2 separate regions of the Ovis aries genome follow, and region 2 is linked to region 1. A link is a contact called in public Hi-C data. All regions are on one chromosome and are shown on one strand. Each heading gives the region's core, a stretch centred on a gene start, on an enhancer-like site or on the middle of the called end of the contact. The rest is flanking DNA. Distances are from core to core; before and after follow the strand shown.

Region 1 (3,719 bases), core at 544-3,043:
GACCCCTTTTTCTGTTGGAGCAACTTCCTTAAGTAAGTGCTAGACCTTCACAAAAGAGAACACATTTTGCTTAAGCTTGTTCTTTCTTAGGAAGCGCTTAGAGACCGGGCCCACCAATATTGCGGGTAAAGTTAAAGCTACCAGACATGTGCACTGTATTAGAATGCCGACTTGGGACTCACTGAAGATCAGACTGTTACAATTAATCTCGTTTCTTTTTGTTCCCATTGCTTTATTTTTCCTTAGGTCTCTTTCTTTTTTAGTGTTCCCTACCTCCTAAAGTTATGAGTTAATAAAAACGCTGCCCTATTTTTTTTTTTTTTTAATACATAAAGACACTAAATTTGAAGTTAGTGTTGCAGCTAAACTCTCCTGGAGCCTAGCGATCGGTTCTCATCTCTTTAATGCCAGCACTATTGTTCTTCAAATTTATTAAAATAACTCTTTCAAGGCCTTTGAGAAAATGTAATAAATGCTAATTGGAAAAAAAAACCAAACTCATTTATTTTACTTTCTCAGATCAAGGAAAAGAACGCCAAGCAAAATAATAAAATTTATGTTGTTTATTTTCAAGCGACTCTATTTTCAGTAGCTCTTTTTCTTCCTTAACTCAGGAGCTTTGTTCGATTCCATGTCTACGTATCCCCAGGTGCTCCCACTAACCCACCCATCTGTTCACGCCCCGAGAGACTGCAGGAGTGGATACCGTCCTAAGGGAACCCTCCCTGTATTTGCTACCTGGCTAAAGCGCTCCGTTTCAGAAGATACCAGAAAATGTCTTCTTCAGAAACTACCAATGAAGGAAATCATTTACCTAATTAATTCAAGAGCCTCAAGAGGAAGGACTTTGGGCCTGGAGATCCTCATACTAGTGAAAATCCCTTTAGTCCTTCCCCCTCTGACCCGTGAGGGACCGCGTCAGCTGTCTGTTCAAGAGCGGCCCTGGCCAGCGGCTGCCCCTCCCGATGTGCCCCCAGATGGCACAGCCGAGGCGCACAGACGCCGCCCGCCCGGACCACTATCCGGTTCACCACTATGCGACCCTGGCCACCCTCTACCCACCTCCTCACCCCCAGCGTGGGCCCCCTCCTCTCCTTTTCTCTTCCTTCTCACCCTCCCCAGTGATTTTTATGGGGGTGGGAAGTAAAGTGGGAACGTTTCCTCCATCGCGATGCCCACTTCCTCAGCCGTCTCCCACCCGGGTGGACTGGAATTAAAATCCGGGAATTCAACTTTGCTGCAAAACCTCTGGTTCTTAAGGAGGGGCCGGAGGGAAGGAAGACCCCGCAGGGAACACGCGGCCCAAAAAGGCTCCCACCCCGCCCCACTGCCATCCCGCCGGGAGGATGAAAGCAAAGTCCCGGGAGGGGCCGCTGGCTCCCCGAGGGGGCAAGGGCTTGGGGCGGAGGAGGCTGGGGCCAGGTGGCGAGTGCCGGGCCCGGGCTTCAGGGTTCCTGGGTACCCAGACCCTCTTCCCAGGCAGCGCGCTCCCGCCCCTGCAGGTGCACCCTCCGCCCCCTTTTAGGCCCCCTCCGTGGAAACCGCCTTCCGGCCCAAGTTCGGTCCCTGGAGGCTTTGAACGTGGCCTTTCAGAAGTTTTTAAAGCTGCCCCGCCTCGCCCAGCATTCACGGGTCACACTCTTCCCCCGATCCCTCCACCCCCGCTACAGCTGCAGCACCGGGGGTGGGGGATGGGGGAAGGGGGAGGGCCGGCGGAGGCTCTGGGGTCGGAGCACCACCTCGGAGCCCCAGGCTCGGCCTAGAGCGCTTGGAGATCCGCTCCCTAGCCCGACCTCGGAGGAAGCGCCGACAGACAGCTCCCGCACCGCACCGGCCGGAGGGGGCAGGGGACGGGAGCGGAGGGGCGAGGCGGGGGAGAGGAAGAGAGACCGGGCTGGGGCAGGGGCGGGGGCGGGGGGCATGACCGCATTACCAGGGTTCCTGTGCAGGGCGCCAGCCAAGGGACTATTTAAAATGGCCTTGAAGGGAGGCCGCTGGTGACCGGTGTCCTCGCCCTCCAAGTTCCCCGAGCGAATCAGGGCGCCACCTGCAGGCGAGTTCCAGATTGCAGAAGGGAGAAGGGGAGAAACTGCCGGTCAAGAAAAAGAGACCCAGGGGAAGAAGCAGGGCCCGGTTTTGTCCAGGGAGCCGTCTCTCTGATCCTGAGTCTGAGTTCTGAGCTCCAGAATTAACGGAACTGTTAGAAGAAGAGGGAGTCCCGAGGGCACTGAGAATGAACTTTTGGGGAGTAGGGGGTTGGGGTAGTAAACACAGGAATCCGGGAATTCGTGGATCAAAGAAATCCCTCCTCCGGGCTAGTCCGAGGGAGTGCAGCTTGTTTCACTAAGAGTGGCCCTGTGACCTTAGACAGGTTACTTGATTTTTCTGAGTCTTGATTTCGTCATCCTTTAAAAAGGGGAATAGTGATACCTGTCTGACAGGATCCTTTCTAGAGTTAAACAGCGTACTATGCGATGCCTTCTAGAGGGAGCTTTCAGCGATTTTTAATAAGGAAAAAAATGTCTTTTACTCTAACAAATCTAACTTATAAGCCCTTGTCTACTGTTTTCTGTTTTTTGAAGATTAGGGCCTTAGAAGAGGGTAGAGCGAGCCAGAGAGAGATGAGTGTCTGATTAGAAGGACCCGTCAGTAGAAGTTGTGATAACTACTTTCTCTAGCTAATCCCCTCCTCTTAGACAAATAATAGCATTCTAATATGGATAACTTACTATTGCTATTTTGGGGCTTCCCAGGCGACACTAGTGGTAAAGAACCTGCCTGCCAGTGCAGGAGACTAGAGAGAGACACAGGTTTGATCCCTGGGTTGGGAAGATCCCCTGGAGGAGGGCATGGCAAACCACACTATTATTGTCTGGAGAATCCCATGGCCAGAGTAGGCTGGTGGGCTTCAATCTATAGGGTCACAAAGAGTCAGACACAACTGAGCACGCACACACACAGTATTATCTCATTTCATTTTTATCACCTTACATTGTTTATGTTATTCTCATTTTGAATATGAGGAAATAAAGAGGATACAAAGAATAGTTGGTATATTTTGTTTCTTCAAGAAATTTTCCTATGTCAACAACTCAGATCTACATTTCAGAATCTACCTTTAACATCAATTTAAGCACCTACTATGTGCATGTGATTCTCATAACACTTCCATGAAGTAGGACCTCAAGTTCATTCTTCATAGAAGAGGAAAGCTTGGTTCAGGTATATGGGGGTTGGGGGTTAGAGAGTAGGAGAATAGGGGGTCACTTAAAATCCTTCAGAGAAGTGGTGGAGCCAGGTCATGAAGAGCCTAGCTCTTCTGATTATACATCCAGGTGCCTCTGTTGCACCATAACTTAATATGGTTCCAACTAGCTTTGGGACACTGCTACAAGTTATTGGGAAAGGTCACTTGGAGAAGTGGCATCTTGGTGGTTTTGCCATGTTGAAGGTGTGGTAGAAGATGGTGTTTATGGCCTTTAGCAATGGTCGAGTATTACATTTCATAAGGAAATATTGATGGTGGAGGAAGGTGGCGTGTGTACCATGGGAGAAGCCAAACAATGAGTTGATCTAGTTACTCATTAACAAATATGAGTAACATATTTAGTGACCAAACCAACCAAATCTCTTTATAGCATACTATCACACTGAAAATTTTTGTATAATGTAGCTATGGCAAAATCCTGGCATCTGACCCATAGTGATGGTCCTTTGTA
Region 2 (3,719 bases), core at 812-3,311, 580 kb before region 1:
AAAAGTATAGAGTCCCCATGAGAACTAAGAACTAAGAGACAAAGATTTGAATATCGCAATGGCAACCCACTCCAGTACTCTTGACTGGAAAATCCCATGGACGGAGGAGCCTGGAAGGCTGCAGTCCATGAGGTCGCTAAGAGTCAGACACGACTGAAGCGACTTGGCAGCAGCAGCATTGAATCAGTCAATAGGTATCTATTGTGTAACCATGTTTATGGAATGTGGAGTGGTAAAGAACCCGCCTGCCAATGCAGGAGACATAAGAGACATGGGTTCAATCCCTGGGTTGGGAAGATCCCCTGGAGGAGAGCATGGCAACACACTCCAGTATTTTTGTCTGCAGAATCCCATGGATAGAGGAGCCTGGTGGGCTACAGTCCATGGGGTCACAAAGAGTCAGACACGATGGAAGTGACTTAGCACACATACTAGTGGAGTCAGGTAGGAGTTGGGTTCCAGTACTGGCCTCACCACTATAAGCTGTCATTGTAGGTGAGCACCTAAGTGTCTATAAACTTCAGTTCCCTCATTCTGTAAAATGGGCATAATAATTGTAACCTATATGTGGTTGTTATGAGGATAAATTAGATAATGCACTTAAAGTGGTTAGCAGAGAGTCTAGAAGGTAGTTAGCACTTAATAATAGCTCAAAGCTATTATTAATGCTGTGATTATTACTGTAATAATGATTCATGTCTAATTCTTTAGGAGGTCATAACAGTATTATTTATTTCCATTTTATAGATGGCTTGTGGTTGGAATCTGGATCTTCTCATTTCCAACTTTCACTACATCATCATTTATCTGACACAATGCAAACAGAATCACATTTACAGGAAGAATCTTCTTTTAAAAAAAAATTGGAAACAGTGATAACTGCCTACAGCAAAAATTCTTTTTCAATTGGTAAATATCATCTTCATCCATAACTATCATTGGGAAATTCAATAAATGCTTATTAAGCACTTTGGATAAGTACATGTGTTAGATATTCGATATAAGACACCTGTGTTGCTAAAACACAGCACCTGCCTGTTTGTGGCTTACAAACCCGCAGGCTCAAAGATTCCGTCCTTTAGGCTTTAAAAAAAAATTGAATTTGTAAGTTTAGCAACCAGTTGGCACCAGTTCCAGGCAGCGTTTGATTTTTGGATTAAAGCAGCAGGAGCAGCTGCCTCAGTCTCTTGCAGAACCTGAGAGAGAAGCTCAGGGTCAGGACAACAGGTAGGTGGGGAGCTAACTTCCGCCTGCGAGTCAATCAGCTAAGTGTATCTGTCAGGCCATTCCACCGTCCAGCAGAACAAATCTCTTGCCTTAGAAAACAGACAGCAGAGAGAAGGTCAGGAAATTTTAGCCCCAAACCAGTTCTATCACCCACAAAGTGGATGACTGGGGGCAAAACAAAACAGCAACAACAACAAAACCCCTCTTCAAACCTCTATTTACTCATCTGCAAATTAAGGGCATCAGATGAAATGAGTGGTTCTTAACTAGTGTTGCCCATATTGGAGGTGGAACGCTGGAATAGTGTGGATGGTGCAGTCGCTTTTTTCAGCAATTACTAGCCATTAGCAAAATGCCTGACAACTCATAAATATACCTGGAGGGAAAAGCGTTTGTAATCACGTTAGATCTCTGATGTTTAACCGTGTGTATTATCCAGTGGGTTAGATTCATTTGTCTGTTCATTCATTCATAAGCAGTTGAGCGCAGTGGCTGTATGCTGGTCCTGGACTCGGACCAGACACTGCCCTTGTCCTCAGATGGGGCTTACATTTTACGCGTGAAATCAATCATAGGTTATAGGGGAGGCATGAAGTCTTTTCTCCTCCCTAAGTACGAATCCCTGAGCTGGATCTGACACACCGCTGTGATGACGATCCCTACCTCCAGATTCCTTACCGTCAGCTCCTTAGAGCCCATTCCTATTGGCTGGGAAATTCTCCAGCAGTTGTCCGAGTCCCCACCTTTGGTTTCCGTGGCGGCAGAGGGATCTGCTTCGAGTGCCCTCAGATTCCTGTAGGTGGAGCCAAACCCCCTGGCTGAGACGCTGGGCTTGCTCCCTCCGCAGGCCCCGGTGGGCGGGCGGGCGCGTTTCAAGCCACCTCCCTCCCTCTCTCTCCTCTCTTGTGCGGTCCCCTCCACATCCCCACCAACCGAGTGGGTCGGAAGGGAAATCGTGCCAGACTTGGAGACGACTGCCAGGTTTCTCTCAAGTCTTGGCTTAACAAAGGAAAGCAAATTACAAAAATGGAAATTTTCAAACCAGCGTTCAGTGGTATTCAGATCGACGTTTGGGTAGCACGCAGGCACAGACCGCATTCGTGCTATTTTGTGATTAAAATGATACGGAAAATACCTCCTTGCTGGGGTTTTCTTCTTCCAAAACGACTTGTTACTTTCCCTTTGCGAATTTCCCCTTTCTTTGGGGAGCGGCAGCCCCCTGACCACTCTAGAACTGCTAACATCTGTTGAAATCTTGCCTCTGCTGACTTTTTTTCCTCTTAAGAGTTGAACTTTAAAAAATGCCTGCAATTCGCAGTCTGGAGAAATCTAGATAAAGAAGAAGTTTCTAGGCACTTGCCCAGGGAGTCTTGCGTTCTGTGTAAGGAACTCCGAGTTCTGTGACAGCGTGAATGTCTTTCCTTTTCACCTCCATCCGAGAAGGATACCTGAATATGAATCTTGCCAGAAACACATGCTGCCTTATTCTCCTCTCCACTTGAATGGTGTGCTCTGTCTCATCCTTTAAAAAATGGTTTTAAAATGGCCATTGAGTTGGGTTTTCAATGATTTTACAGTGAAGAAAAAAAAAAAAAAAGAGGGGGGAAAAAAAAAAGCCTGATCATGTCCTCCTTGCTAATTTTTGCAGTTGCTAGACAGGCCCTGTCCCAAGTGGGTTTGTGAGAAAGGCGCTCCCATTGTTAGTCCGCTCCCCCACCTCACTCCCCCAGACGGTACCATTTCTTTCCTTGGAAGCTTTGACTGTCTCCTTCTTACACAGCTGTGTTTGCAGTGCCTGGAGACAGGTGGGGGAGCAGCCTCCAGGCCAAAGCTGCCAATTCTCTCTCTAAGGACTGTCTGACTAGCTATTAAAATTTAAAGATCACACACGTGCACACACACTTTTTTGGTAGCGGTCATTCTTTGTTATATAGGGGCAGCTGTACTACCAATTAGCCAGACTGATAATACTAGAGGTCACAGCCATTCTGTTTGTATTCTCCAGCCCACATGAGCATTGTGTGCATGCGTGCAAAGTCACTTCAGTCGTGTCTGACTCTTTTTGACCCTATGGACCGCAGCCCACCAGGCTCCTCTGTCTATGGGATTCTCCAGGCAAGAATACTGGAGTGGGTTGCCATGCCCTCTTCCAGGGGATCTTCCCAGCCCAGGGCTCAAACCCACATCTGTTATGCCTCCTGCCTTGGCAGGCAAGTTCTTTACCACTAGCACCACCTGGGCTAAGGCTACATCTTTTTTGTTTTTTTGGTGGCACTCAGAGGCATGTAGATCTTAGTTCCCTGACCAGAGATTGAACCTGTGCCTCCTGCTACGGAAGTACAGAGTCCTAACCACTGGACTTCCAGGGGAGTCCGATGGCCACATCTTTCTAGGCACCATAGATGGCCTGACCCTGAGGCCTTGGCCCAGTGTGGGGACAGATTAGGATCGTTGCTGCTCATCTCAACAGGTAACCGTGGGCAGTCTTCAGG

Evidence for each region. Hi-C and Micro-C count contacts between places; a contact is called where the count stands out from the background.
Region 2: a contact with region 1 is called in a Hi-C map of liver, with 3 times the contacts expected there. The contact joins two enhancer-like sites. A contact is called at or near these places in 8 of 16 Hi-C or Micro-C datasets (blood, hypothalamus, liver and 3 more).

The regions. Positions count from the first base shown.
Region 1 is chr1:36,289,730-36,293,448 of ARS-UI_Ramb_v3.0, reverse strand. It overlaps LOC105612174 (a long non-coding RNA gene), which reads left to right. Exons shown (of 6, transcript XR_009599378.1): 5 at 1-32; 6 at 650-1,232. Among named protein-coding and RNA genes, the nearest start is that of NFIA, 27 kb to the left of the region's middle. Within about 2 kb of position 1,793, at least 36 of the 54 cell types and tissues checked have an H3K27ac peak or open chromatin away from gene starts, as enhancers often do. A contact at or near this core is called in liver, where this site is marked.
Region 2 is chr1:36,870,258-36,873,976 of ARS-UI_Ramb_v3.0, reverse strand. No RefSeq gene overlaps it. Among named protein-coding and RNA genes, the nearest start is that of TM2D1, 89 kb to the left of the region's middle. Within about 2 kb of position 2,061, at least 13 of the 54 cell types and tissues checked have an H3K27ac peak or open chromatin away from gene starts, as enhancers often do. A contact at or near this core is called in liver, where this site is marked.